Linked DNA regions of Zea mays: region 1 is linked to region 2. The links are chromatin contacts, called in public Hi-C maps. All regions are on one chromosome and are shown on one strand. Each heading gives the region's core, a stretch centred on a gene start, on an enhancer-like site or on the middle of the called end of the contact. The rest is flanking DNA. Distances are from core to core; before and after follow the strand shown. Region 1 has its middle 40 kb from the start of LOC103634944. Region 2 holds the start of LOC103634944 (ethylene-responsive transcription factor TINY).

Region 1 (6,439 bases), core at 3,368-5,867, 41 kb after region 2:
CGGGGCCGCAGGCGCTGTGTTGAGCGTGCGCCCGGTGTAGACCGAGGCTTCCCGCATGAATCGGGAAGTCGCGGCATGATGTTCCGAGTGGTACCCCTGCCTTCGGGAGGCGGAGCTCTCAGCCCGCCGGACCACGGCGCCTTCCAAGAGATTCTTGAGCTCTCCCTAGATTCGCCGCCCCTCGGTGGTTGATGGCTCCGGCATCGCGCAGAGGAGCATTGCTGCCGCAGCCAGGTTCTGGCCGACCCCACTAGATGCGGGTGGCGGCCTGACCCTGACATCGTCGGTGATGCGGTGCTGGAAGCCCTAGGGTAGATGACGCATTTCTCCGGCCGGAGGTTGGCCCGCCCATGCCTGCCCGACGTCCCGGCGGATTGGCTCAAGCGCTCCTGCTCCCTCGTCGAGCCTGGCCTGCACCCCGCGGATTTGCTCGAGTTGTGGGTCGTGACCCCCCGCCGGAACGGGGACCACAGCTAGCTCCCGCGGGATGTCAACGCGAGGCACCGGCCTGGGGAGATCACCGTCCTCCGGCATACCGAGATGGTTGCCTTCGGAGGGACCCCCTAGATCGACGTGGAAACATTCGCGGCTCGGGCCACAGTTCTCGTCGCCGAGGATATGGCTACCGTCGGAACAGTCGGAAAGGCAGTAGTCGCATGCGGTCATGAGGTCCCGCATGGCACTGGGGTTGCCAAGTCCGGAGAAATCCCAACAGAAGCTGGGCTCGTCGTCTTCCTCGGACCCAGAGGGCCCGTAGGTCGAGACGTCCGTCAGCCGGTCCCAAGGTGACCGCATACGAGACCCCAGAGGGTTCGGATTCGCCTCTACGAAAGCGTCCGCCAAAGCGGAGCCGCTAGGCGGGTCGAGGCTAAATCCGAGAGGCGTGGGATGGGAATCGGTCGGTACCTCTTGGTCGACGGGCGGTGATGAGGTCACGTCAGGGACTGACTGCACCGTCGTCTCAGGTACGAGGGTGACACCCAGCAAGCCTTTCGCGAGCGTGCTGGCGTCGTCCGTTTGCTCGGGATTGACGTGTCGCGGGGAGACAGCGCTCGTCTTCGTCTCAAGCGCGAGGCCGATGCCCGACGCGCCCCCTGTTGGAGTGCTGGCGTTGTCGACTCGCTCGACGGCCGACGAGGCGCCGCCTCCTGCTTGGCCTTGGTTGCCCCGCCTCCTCCTCCTCCGTCGACGGGGAAGAGGACGGGGCGAGCTCGAAGGTTGTTCTTCCACCACACGGGGAAGACGTCGTCGATCCCGCCGCAGGCGGGCGGACTGTCGGCCGCCGTTGTCGCTGTCGCCCGGCGGTGGAAAGAGTATCATGTCGTAGCTGCCGTCGAGGGACATGAACTCAAGGCTCCCGAAACGGAGCACCGTCCCGGGGCGGAGAGGTTGCTGGAGACTACCCATCTGGAGTTTGACGGGAAGCTGTTCGTCAACACGCAGCAGGCCCCTACCTGGCGCGCCAACTGTCGGCGTTTCGAGACCGGGGGGTCCCTGAGCCGACGAGTGAAGTGTCGCCGCGTGCCCCAGCCCAGATGGGTCGCCGCGAGGCCGAGCGCGAAGGGGGAAGTGAGGTGGCCGGAGATGGGCGTGAGAGAGGTGGAAATCCCGCGGCCTTCGTGTTTGTCCCGCGCCCAGGTCGAGTGCGCTTGCAGTAGGGGGTTACAAGTGTCCACACGGGGGAAGGAGCGAGTGGCCTCACGCGAGCGCCTGTCTCGTCCTCGTCCTCGTGCGGCCAACCCTCTCTAAGAGGGCCCTGGTCCTTCCTTTTATAGGCGCAAGGAGAGGTTCCAGGTGTACAATGGGGGGTGTAGCAGAGTGCTACGTGTCTAGCGAAGGAGAGCTAGCGCCCTAAGTACACGCCATCGTGGCGGCCGGAGAGATTTTGGCGCCCGGTTTGTGTGATGTCGTGGCCGTCGGAGGAGTGCTGGAGCCTGGCGGAGGGACAGCTGTCGGGGCCGTCGAGTCCTTGCTGACGTCCTCTTGCTTCCGTAAGGGGGCCGAGAGCCGCCATCGTCAGGGAGCATACGGGGTGCCATCGTCGCCTATCTGGCGGAGCGAGCCAGATGGGACGCCGGTCTTGTTCCCCGTAGCCTGAGTCAGCTTGGAGTAGGGTAATGATGGCGCCTCATGTTGATGTGGCCGGTCCGCGCCCTAGGTTGGGCGATGTGGAGGCTCCTCCGAGGTCGAGGTCGAGTCTGTCTTCCATGGCCGAGGTCGAGTCCGAGCCCCTAGGTCGGGCGAGGCGGAGGCCGTTGGCTGAGGCCAAGGCGGAATTTGAGTCCTGGGGTCGGGCGAAGCGGAGTTCGTCGTCTTCTGGGGCTGAGCCCAAGTCCGAGCCCTAGGTCGGGCGGAGCGGAGTTCGTCGTCTTCTGGGGCTGAGCCCAAGTCCGAGCCCTGGGTCGGGCGGAGCGGAGTTCGCCGTCTTCCGGGGCTTAGCCCGAGTCCGAGCCCTGGGTCGGGCGGAGCGGAGTTCGCCGTCTTCCGGGGCTTAGCCCGAGTCCGAGCCCTGGGTCGGGCGGAGCGGAGTTCGCCGTCTTCCGGGGCTTAGCCCGAGTCCGAGCCCTGGGTCGGGCGGAGCGGAGTTTCCTATGGTGCGTGCGGCCGGGCCTGACTGCCTGTCAGCCTCACTCTATCAAGTGGCACCGCAGTCGGAGCGGCGCAGGCGGCGCTGTCTTTCTGTCAGACCGGCCAGTGGAGCGGCGAAGTGATGGCGGTCACTTCGGCTCTGTCAGCTGAGGGGCGCGCGCCAGGATAAAGGTGTCAGGCCACCTTTGCATTAAATGCTCCTGCGATTTGGTCGGGGTTGCTTCTCGGTGAAGACAGGGCCTCGGGCGAGCCAGGAACGTGTTCGCCGCTGGAGGGGGGGCCTCGGGCGATGCGGAGATCCTCCGGGGTCGGCTGCCCTTGTCCGAGGCTAGGCTCGGGCGAGGCGTGATCGAGTCCCTCGAATGGACTGATCCCTGACTTGATCGCACCCATCAGGCCTTTGCAGCTTTATGCTGATGGGGGTTACCAGCTGAGAATTAGGAGCCTTGAGGGTACCCCTAATTATGGTCCCCGACAGCCTGCCTTTAATTCTCTTCGCAAACACATACACTTGCCTTTTTTTAAGCAAGCGTGTATGGTGGTGCGTACCAGATGACTGACAATGTACGAGAGAACTTTTACCGGCAGGTGTGGCACGTGCTCTTCAACGATGAGACCATACAAATCGTGGCATATATCGAAGTCTGTATGATACTGATGGTTGCAATGTAGTAGTGAAACAGCTAAATTAAAATAACAAAATTTATGTATGACCAGGATTACAAATGAATTATGAAACATTTTCTGATAACAATATAAGACACATTTTGTATATAAGTTATCATGTTATTATATGGTCTGTTGCAACGCACGGGTACTCACCTAGCTATAAATAATACACATATCACAAATAAATGATAGACCTTAAATAAATGATATAGCTATTTTGTAATTTTTGCCTTATTAAACGGGTCAAATCCAAGTCCGTTTCGATTTGAAATGGTCCGTGCCCGGGCTAGCCTAATTGGTCGAAAACGTTGAATAAGCCCGACACACCGCTTGTGTCGAGCTGAGTCCAAACCCGTATAGAGCCGAGCCAGGTCAGATCCAAATAGCCGGGTTTAGGAGAAGGGCAATAGAGAGAATTGAGGGGATCCCTCACTATTCAGTTTTAAATAGTGATAGATTACAGCCTCATCAATTGCACTTGCTCTCAAACAAGCCTCTCAAAGGTGTCTCTTCTCCGATGCTGCCCACTGACAAGCTGTGAAGTGCATGATCGGAGAGATCGATGATATTGGCAAAACCTTGATACCGGCCGGCCGGCCGGGATCGGAACAGAGAAGTCATGGGAGGCGAGAAGGTGGTGGAAGAAACGGTAGCTAGAAGGGACCCCTCGATCGGGTGCCACTAATTAATCCCACTATCACTGCGTGGATGGGGAGAAAATGAGATCGTTTCTTCTAGATGGCATAAGGATTTTATTTATTATTGGACGGTACCGTACGGTGGATCCGTGACTTGATTAATTATATACAAAGGAGACGATGCATCCGATCTTCTGGGGTTGTAATAAAAGCTACGCCATTGCCCATTGGTAGCAGCTACAGTAAAGCTCGGGCAGGGCAGATATAGGCGACAGCGACATGGCATCCATCGGTCGACGACGAGTTCATTCACCAGGCGGCCCGATCGAGGGTACCTGCTGCATCCATCATCGTCTCGCCTTCGCGTCAGAGAGATGCAGCGGTACGTACGTAGCCCGGCCGCCTCAGATCGACCGCCGTCGATGGCTGTGCTGTGCGCCGAAAGCTTTGGCCGGAGAACCCACGCATAGGGGTGGTAATGGATCGTGATCCAAATAGTTCTTCACAAAATGTCAAGGCCCTAAATAAATCATAGTTCAAAAATGACTAGAAATAAAGCCCGATCCTAACCCGCTTCGATCCTTAAATCTTATAGTGCAAAAATTATAGCTCATTGTCAGCCCTACCCACGCACAGTTCCCTGTTGAAATACAGTAGTAGGGCGCGCGCGGTTGCCCGGCCTTATCGGGTTCTAGATGAGTCAGTCGATCTGGTGATGAGATGATGCAGCTACCAGCAGGCAGCCAACAGGCGTACACAGTAGCGCAGCGCGTACTGTTGCTTAGTCATGGGTAACCCTGACAGAATAATTAATTCAGATCATGGAGGGATATCACATCAATCCAAATCTCTTCTCTCTCTCTTTTTTTTTGGTTATATGTAAAGAAAACATGCATGCCACAGACGACATTGACGCCGGATCGATCCACCATGTAGATTAACTCTGACGACGACGAGATCAGATAAACTATTATATTCATGAGCAGTAGCATGCATGCACGGTCGCATATATGTAGAGATGTACGTACATGGCCCGGAAGCCCACCCGTGCTCGGGCCAGGCCGACACCAACGGTGGACTGGGCCTGGACAGAGAAGTGAGCCCGTCTGGCTGGTCTGATCTGGCCCGTTTAACGTATAGCCCTATACACCCGTTTCTATGTTTATGCGTGCTTACCGGCAGACCTAACCCAACATTTGAGTGGGGCCCAACAACTGAATGAGGGTATAAATAGGGACTTATTAACTAATGAACCTTGGTAACTATGGGGGTGTTTGGTTTCTAGTGACTAATTTTTAGTCCCTACATTTTATTCCACTTTAGTTACAAAATTATTAAATATAGAAACTAAAACTCTATTTTAGTTTCTATATTTGTCAATTTATATACTAAAACACCCCCTATATTAAATATGATGAAATGTCCATTAAAATGAGAAAGTTGAGTGGCGGTCATGTCCTCACTCAACACAACATGAGTCCGCCTCTGTTTATCGGTTTTTTTTTTCTGTGATTACTAGACCGGGCTGAGCTGGCCCGTTTAAGCAATCTGTTGCTTAATTTTGCCATCATTGGCTCCTGCGCGCATGATTACGCGCTATTAAACTAATTAATAATTCCAGTAGCCAACAGCACGGCCCTATAGTGTATACTGTAGTATTATATGTCTGGAAATCAGCTACCCGTCTATGCATGGTTCACCACCAACTGTGGTATCTGTCCGTGCGTGCAGGTGCTGCATGCTTTGCTGCTTCAATCAATTAACTACCTGCCTTCCTCCCACTCTCCATCCTCGTCACATGCATGCATTGCATATGCATGGTTCACTATCGAGAAACCACCGCTGAGCGCTGATGAGCATATGTGCCTATACCAGCTTTGTAATCAATATAGCCTTCTTATTACTCCTTCATTATTTTTTATTTATCATATTTTAGTTTAAAAATAAATTAGCCGACGATAAATATTCGAAAATGGTTGTCCATGCCGTGCCTTTAATAACACGAGCACAAGCACTCGAGATGGGGTCTAAGACAAAATCCCATATGGAGGACCATTAACCTGATATTTATACATGTATATATTATATTTATGTATATATAAAAATCATACATATAAAAACCTTCTATTTAATGTTTAATAGTTTATAAGATAACAAATGTAAAATATAGTCATAAACACTTACTTGTTACTTGATATCGCGCTAAAAATACCTTCTGACAGTTTATGTTACAAAGTCGTCGATTATATCGTTAAGATCAATCTCATCCAACAACTTCTTCTCGATGTATAGAATCGCTAAACCATTTAGTCATTATTGACCTTAACTAGTTTCTCAATAATTTTAGTTTAAAAAACTTCTCTCAATCGATTAAACTGTCACTGTATAGTAAATAATATTGGATAAGCAATTGAGACATTAGGCTAACAATCTAAATCTCTAACATGCTAGCATTCGACGATCGGGTGCCCACGGTTTTTAGGGACCCGGCGTGGCCGCACCCCTGCACCCCCTCAGGGATGGCCCTGCACTCATATAGCTAA
Region 2 (7,002 bases), core at 3,712-6,211:
CTTATGGTAAAATAAGTCATAACAAAATAAATAACATTTATATACAAAAAAATGAATAAGACGAACAGTTAAACAAGATGTCTAAAAGTAAAAAAATGACATGTTCTGTTATCATAAAAGCAACTAACCACACATTTTCTGTTTGAGATGCCATTTACCTTTGCTGTTGTTAGTGCACTTTTTCCTTTGTGGACTTGCGGTCACTGCTATTATCTTTGCTGAGTTGTGTGTTCTATTTTTTCTTATGTTCAGAGCCGGCATGATGCGCAGAAAGCGCTCGCCAAGCATGGGCAGCAGCTAAACAGTGTTCTTATCATTGGTGTGAAGCCAGTGGATCCGTGGCAGCTGCAGTACCTGAACGAGAACACCAACGAGAACTACCAGGGGAGCGCTACAGCCACGTTCACATCGCAACCTGTAGCGCCAAGTGGATTTGCAACCAGGAATGCACTAGCACCTCTACCTAGCAACACTCTGACGAATGGCAGCTGCAACGACAGCAACCTTGGCGCGTCTGGGGCCGTTGCGTCGCCTACAAAATCTGTCCTGTCCAAAGTCATGGACTTGATGTTCGGCCTTTAAGTTGCGTTGCTCACCCAAATGGTGCCGGGTTTTTTTTTGAGGGGTTCCTTCTGGGAAAACTCTAGGCCAGAATGAGGTTCACTTATCGATGTTACGGTAAAAACGTTACGTGATCACCGTGGTTGAACCACTGGGTGTCAATGCGACCGTTATATGATGCTGCGAGCTAGCATCGCGAAATTCAAACGGTTGTATTGATGCGTTGCAAATCATGTCTGAAACGACGTCATGAACCTGACTTGTATTTTGTTGGACATGTCACATGCCCACGACATTTATGAAGGATGTGAGCTTGGGGGCGCCAGCTATGCTGTCTTCAAAAGTCAAATTGGAAATGGAATATGAATTGTTCCCCTCCCGGAGACAACGAAAAGTTGGGTTTGACCTTTTGCTTTTGTCAGCTCGGCGTACAGTCTTTCGCAGACATTCTCAAGGGTCGGTACGTTATACAATGAAACATTGAAATCGTAAGCATTAAAAATCAGATTATCGGAACAAGTGGTCAAGGTTGACCTCTATCGAAAGTGTGGATAAGTCAAACCGTCATCACTAACCTGCTCAAAATAATATGAAACCGCTCGGTTAATGACATGCTTTGCAGTTAACGATACGGTATAAAATTTGTCAAGATATAATACTTGTTTAAACAGCACTACAAACCTACCTGCCCCAGATGGCGGTCTCTGCCCCTGCAGATAAAATCATAAAACTACTAGATGTCAACGAACCACGAGTACCTTTACGAAAAAGAAAAGCAATGTCTTTGCGAATTAAATAGTAGCAATACAGTACACAAAAAAAGAACTTGTCTAAGCTGGAATATATATACTTCTCATATATAATCAAACAAATAAATACATAAATATACTTTATTTAATCGCGACAAAGCCAGCCGTCTCCGGTCGTCATTCACATACCATACACGACATCTTGTATTATTTTTTTTATAGATCCATGACATGTTTTTGTCTCGTTACCAGTACACGCATAATTAGCAGCGATCGTTTAAACATGTGGAAACGGTTTGCGCACGTACCTCACTCGCCAGAGGAGCCAACCCCCCAAAAAAAAGTGTCACTAAAGCACGGTGTATCCATTATTCAAGTGCTGTTGTGACACAAACGTCCCAACGACAGAAAACGGAGCCAGACAAGGCGACTCGACGTCGAGAGAAATCATTAGCCTCTTTTTTTTTCTTTGGTTTTTGTCCCTCATTCATTGACAAGAGCCCCGCGCCATCTGCCATCATCATTGAATCTCTCTGGAGAGAAGCTGGCTATCAGAGCTGCTGAGTCGGCACATTAAAATTTAGCATTTGACATCCTTCGTTGGCCCCGACGGGGGAACGCGGCTGCTGCCAACACCTGTCCGACGTCGCTCAGGTGTGGTGTGGAGCTGGCTAGCCGTTGGCACTTGGCAGAGAAAACGATGACGATGGCACGACGATTAACTAGAGGGAGGGACCTGCAACTGCAAGTATTTAGTTTGTACTTTGTAGGAGTTTGTTTAATCATTTTTTCTATAACAGCAAGTGTACCAAGGTGATGTAGACGGGCTACAAAATAAGGCACGTTAGATTTGGGGTGACATGGAAGAAAGAAAAAAAAACGAATATAGAAGCGAAAGGTGGATCAAGTATTAAATATACAACTTGTATCGTTAGAGGGTTACTGTATGACTACGTTTTTGGACGGTTGAAAATGACATGGCCGACGGCAGTTGTTCTATAAATCAAACGGGAGGTTGTCTTGCGTATGGGAGACATCCTACTTGGGATCAACACTAATGAAGGTAGTACGCATGTGTAATTATAGGTCGCAGACGTGGACACTTGCACGAGCGCGAGGGTGAACTATATGCAGTGTTATCCTCCATTCCCGCCTGCTGTTGTTGTTGTTGTTGTTGTTGTTGTTAGTTTTAGCAGTTGACAAACCGAGAATGTCGTTTGATTATGTATTAACGCACGCATGCGTGCTATAAAAAATAGATTAAGTACATACACTGAGAGTCTGAGAATTGAGATAGCTCTGAGCCTTTGACCCATAAAGGACATGGTTTTTACTTTTTAATTTTTTTTCCTTTTCTTTGGCGAGAGAAGGAAGGACACGCAGTTAGTGGCAGTCATGTACAGGAGGATCTTGGGTTGTTGGTAAACTCTCGAGGTAATCCTATGGCCGGCGTACACGTGTGCGTGCCCAGATGGCATGGCATGGCACCTTCTCTGTCGAGCATCTGCCGTGTCGCTGGACGGTACTAGTCCTAGTCCTACAGCTAGTACAGCAGTAGTTTTCAAGACCGTTAGCACACACGACACGGACAAACACACAGGAGGTGTGTGGTTTGCATGTCCTGCACTGTCCAAACCTCCATCGCCAGTCGGCAGCCGTCTACCTGTCGTGCCGGCGTGCAAGAGGAGGCAGGCACACCTGGCACTCCACGAAGACGACAAGGACCACGACCTGCTGCAAGCTTGCTCCGCGCAGCTGCTGCCTGCAGCTAGCGTAGCCGACCCAGGGCAGCTCAGGAGAACACGCCACGGTGGTGCCTGCGGCTAGAGAGAGAGAGCAAAAAATATCCGTTCTTTGTCGCGTCCACTGACATGAACATGCTCGCAATGGCCAGAGGTGCACGGCCAGCCTATTGCGTGCAGGGGCCGACAGAGATATCAGTCGGTTCGGTGTTGTATTATCACGATAGCTTTTCTCTTTGCAACGCCTCCCGCACGGCACCATTGACTCCCTAGCTGCGACGGCGAGATCCGGCCGGCCTGCCGGAGTGGAGCCCCGTCCACCGCCAGGTGCGCCCGGGGAAGGAGACAGAGATGTCTCAGACAGCTGCTTCTTCCCACAATTACTAATGCCGCTGCCTCCTGCAGTCCTGCTTCCTTCCAGGGTTTAGCTTCCCGTCTTGGCAGCCTCCAGCCAGCTCCATGGACTATGGAAGGAAGCTGCGGCCAGCAGAGGGTAGGGTTTCGTTTAAAATTCAAAGGATTTTCTTTTTTTTTTTAAAAAAAATATGAAATCCAGGAGGAGTCGGGGGACCAAACCAAATCTCCGTGGGATCTCCGAGTTGTGCAGAGTGGTCGATCGGGCCAATGCTTTGCTTTCAGAAAAAAAGTGGTTTCGCATGCACAAAATGACACAAAAACAAATGTGCAGGATCCGGCCGGAATCAGTGCTTCCATAGTAAACCTGTCGTTTAATCTTAACCCCCTTTCGTGGGTAACAGTGTCGCACGAAGAAATTACGAGCTAGTTTTTCCTTGCGTTGGGAGGAGAAGGAATGGCAGTGTTCTTTTTTTTCTCTCTCTCTCTCTCCTTTTCACGGATAGAATAACAGGATGAAAACAAGTGAAAAAAAGAAGACAAAGACCACACAGGCTTGCACTGGAAAACAAACACGAAACAGAGAACCAGAACGGTTGAAGGCCATGCACAAGCGAGGCGAGGCGAGGCGAGCTAGTAGTCGTCCCACAGGAGAGGGAGAGGGTGGAAGCCGGCGGCGATGTCGAGCCCATCGCACGGCGTCCACGGCCACGGGTGATCGGCGGACGGCCCCAGCTCCACCACGTCCTCCACCCACAGCGGCGCCAGCTCGTCGAACACCAGCTCGGCGGCCACCTCTAGGGGCTGCCGCTCAGGCTCAGGCTCGTCGTGCGCAGCGGCGCCATCTCGCCGCTGGCCGCAGCCGCCGACGTCCGCCGCCGCCGAGGAGGAGGATGAGGACGAGGTGGCGGTGGCGGTAGAGCCGCCGCCGCCGCCGCCACCGCAGCAGCAGCAGCCTGCGGACGAGTGGTGCATGAGCGCGGCGCGCGCGGCGGCGGCCTGGACGTCGCGCGGCGCGAGGGAGGCCGGGCGCGGGAGGTGGCGCGCGAGGCCCGGGAAGTTGAGCACTGCGCGGGCGCCCTTGACGCTGAGCGCGGCCGCGTCGTGCGCGCGCGCCGCCATCTCCGGGCACGGGAAGGTGCCCAGCCAGATGCGCGACTTCTTGCGGGGCTCCCTGATCTCCGACACCCATTTGCCCCACGCGCGCATGCGGACGCCGCGGTACGCCGGGGCGGAGCTGGAGCTGGACCCGCCGTCGTCTGAGCGCGGACGTTTCTTGCCGCCGCCCGATGCGGCGGCGGCGGCGGCGGAGGGCGCCGCGCGCGGGCTGGTGGACGTGGAGGGTCCGGACGAGCAGGAGGACGTGCACGAGGTGTCGGAGCTCGGCTCGCTCATTGCCATATACACTACTATACGACACCGAGCTGGAGGCTGGAGCAGTCGATCGGGTATGTGTGTATGATGATCGAGCAAGAGATGGAGACAGAGAGGAAAGACGTGGTGCAATGGTGGCTAGCTAGTTAGCTGCTGTAGAGATCGAGAGGACGGACACGGACACGGACGGACCTGCCGGGGGGGTTGCTGGGTGTTTAAGTAGGGCAAGCCGGGAGGAGAGGAAGGGGAGTCGCGCGACGCGTCAGGTGTGCGAGGGACCGACCGATCCATCTCGCGCTCCCGCACGTAACAGTGGTGGCAACAGCGACGCGGCAGCGGACAGCAGCGCTGCCCTCGCCATGGCCATTATTACTGGCGATCGATCGACATGGACGGCGCGCGTCTCGGTCTCAGGGGAGGCTCTGGCCGGCCGGGCTCCGGCTGGCTGGCTCTGGCTGCAGTACACGCACGTGTCCCTGCCGGCCTGCCCTGCTCTGCGGCGGGCGTCTCCGAGTCCGACGATCCGATCGATCGACGACCCCGGGCGCAGGCGCAGCTGGCTGGGTAGGCATTTACTGGTCAACTCGATCGGCGTCTCCGATCCATGTCCCGCCGGCACGAGTGCATGCGGTGTGCTCGCGCGCACGCTCACGCCATGCCGCCCGCCATTATCCACCCATATCGATCGATCCACCGCGCCCATACGATCAGCTGTCGTTCCACAGAACGCACACATGCTACTGCACTGCTATTTACTACTCCAGCATTTTTATTTATTATTTTTTTAAACAGCAACGGGGAGGGACGAAGTGTCCCTGGTTAGGGCTCATTCGTTTTCTCTCCAATCCATATAGATTTCAAGGGATTTGATAAGTTTCAATTCATATCAAGTCAAAATCTCTACTAATTTTTTTAATTCCATCCAATCTATATGATATATGAATAATCAAATAAGACCTTAAGTGGTTATATTACCACATGTCCACATATGCCAGAGCCAAATGGCCAGGCCATTCGGTACAGTGTAAGATTTGTAGAGGGGAAAGAGAGGTAGAGAGAGAGAGCCAAAGCATATCTAGTACACTGTCAATTGGGTTTCTCTTATTTCTTTTATAAACTAAAATCTATTATCGAACTCGACTCCACTCCACTCGGTATGTCTACATGTGTTTCTACCTATCGATTAAAAGTTTTGCACTATAAGTTCCAATTCTCTACTAGCATGGTATGTAATTCTAGTAATATGAATGTTCGAATATAATTACTCGAATATAAATACTAAAAGTATAATAAAGAATCAAACGCCTCGATTTTTACCAAGGTATCAAAAAAAAGTCGGTTACTAGTCTCTAATAGCACGTCCTCGTTGCACATGGCATCTTGCCATCTTTGTGCCCCCTGTTTTGGCCTCAATATTATTGGTTGCAAGCCGGTCTTCAAGCTCGAATGCGAACTGGATGGTTCTATTGATTGTTATAAGGCGCTCTGATGGCGAAGGGGTTCTGTTGAGTACCAAATTGAGGACTGGACAATTCGGCCCTGGGGTCAGACGGTCCGCGGTTCGGACGGTCCGCACTGGTGGTACGGACGGTTCGTGCGTGCGCAGAGTAGATTAAGGTTCCGAGTTTTGTGCTACGATTGTTAGCTAAATTCATGGAATTAGCTCGGGAGATTAGTTTGTAAAAAGTCTACCCCCTCCTCTATAAATACAGAGGATTACGGCCGATTTGGAATCAATCAATCGAACCTACAATCAATATAATTTACGTTCTATCTTAGGAGTAGTTCTAGTCTAGTTCTAGTTTAGTCTTCCAATCCCCAAAATCTCCGCTTCTACTCGACTCTACGTCGATTAGAGGAGTCTAGGTCGGCCTGCCGAGCCTAGACAACTCCTAGGATCTCTCCTCCCCCCCCCCGACGGGGTCCCTCCCGGGAGCGAGATCCAGGCGCCGCCGACGACCTTCGCCGCCCCTGCACACGCGCGGAACGTCCGGCCCCAGTGCGCGGACCATCTGGCCGTCAGGCAGAGAACCCTAGCCCTGCGCCAGGTCGCGGACCGTCCGCCCTTGTGTAGAGAGCACCGCCGCGGTTCTTGTTTAGTGATTGGCGCCCAAAAAAGGCACCAACACACTTTTGGCGACTCCGCTGGGGACTATTTCATATAGACCTATCAAGATCGGCCCTTAATGACCGGTTCAAAGGATGGCTCTGAAGTTTCCACC

The links. A called contact is a pair of places that touch in the nucleus more often than the background predicts.
Region 1: a Hi-C map of ear shows a contact between it and region 2, with 4 times the contacts expected there. The contact joins the enhancer-like site here to the promoter of LOC103634944 in region 2. A contact is called at or near these places in 6 of 25 Hi-C or Micro-C datasets (ear, endosperm, leaf and 2 more).

Annotation. Positions count from the first base shown.
Region 1 is chr8:23,321,499-23,327,937 of Zm-B73-REFERENCE-NAM-5.0, forward strand. No RefSeq gene overlaps it. Among protein-coding and RNA genes, the nearest start is that of LOC103634944, 40 kb to the left of the region's middle. Within about 2 kb of position 4,618, at least 17 of the 20 cell types and tissues checked have an H3K27ac peak or open chromatin away from gene starts, as enhancers often do. A contact at or near this core is called in ear, endosperm, leaf and 1 more, where this site is marked.
Region 2 is chr8:23,279,824-23,286,825 of Zm-B73-REFERENCE-NAM-5.0, forward strand. LOC103634944 (ethylene-responsive transcription factor TINY) reads right to left here and starts at 4,962. Exons shown (of 1, transcript NM_001371010.1): 1 at 3,740-4,962. The coding sequence starts at 4,807. The coding sequence ends at 4,040. It overlaps LOC100216910 (Nuclear pore complex protein NUP35), which reads left to right. Exons shown (of 3, transcript NM_001143296.1): 3 at 253-937. The coding sequence ends at 582.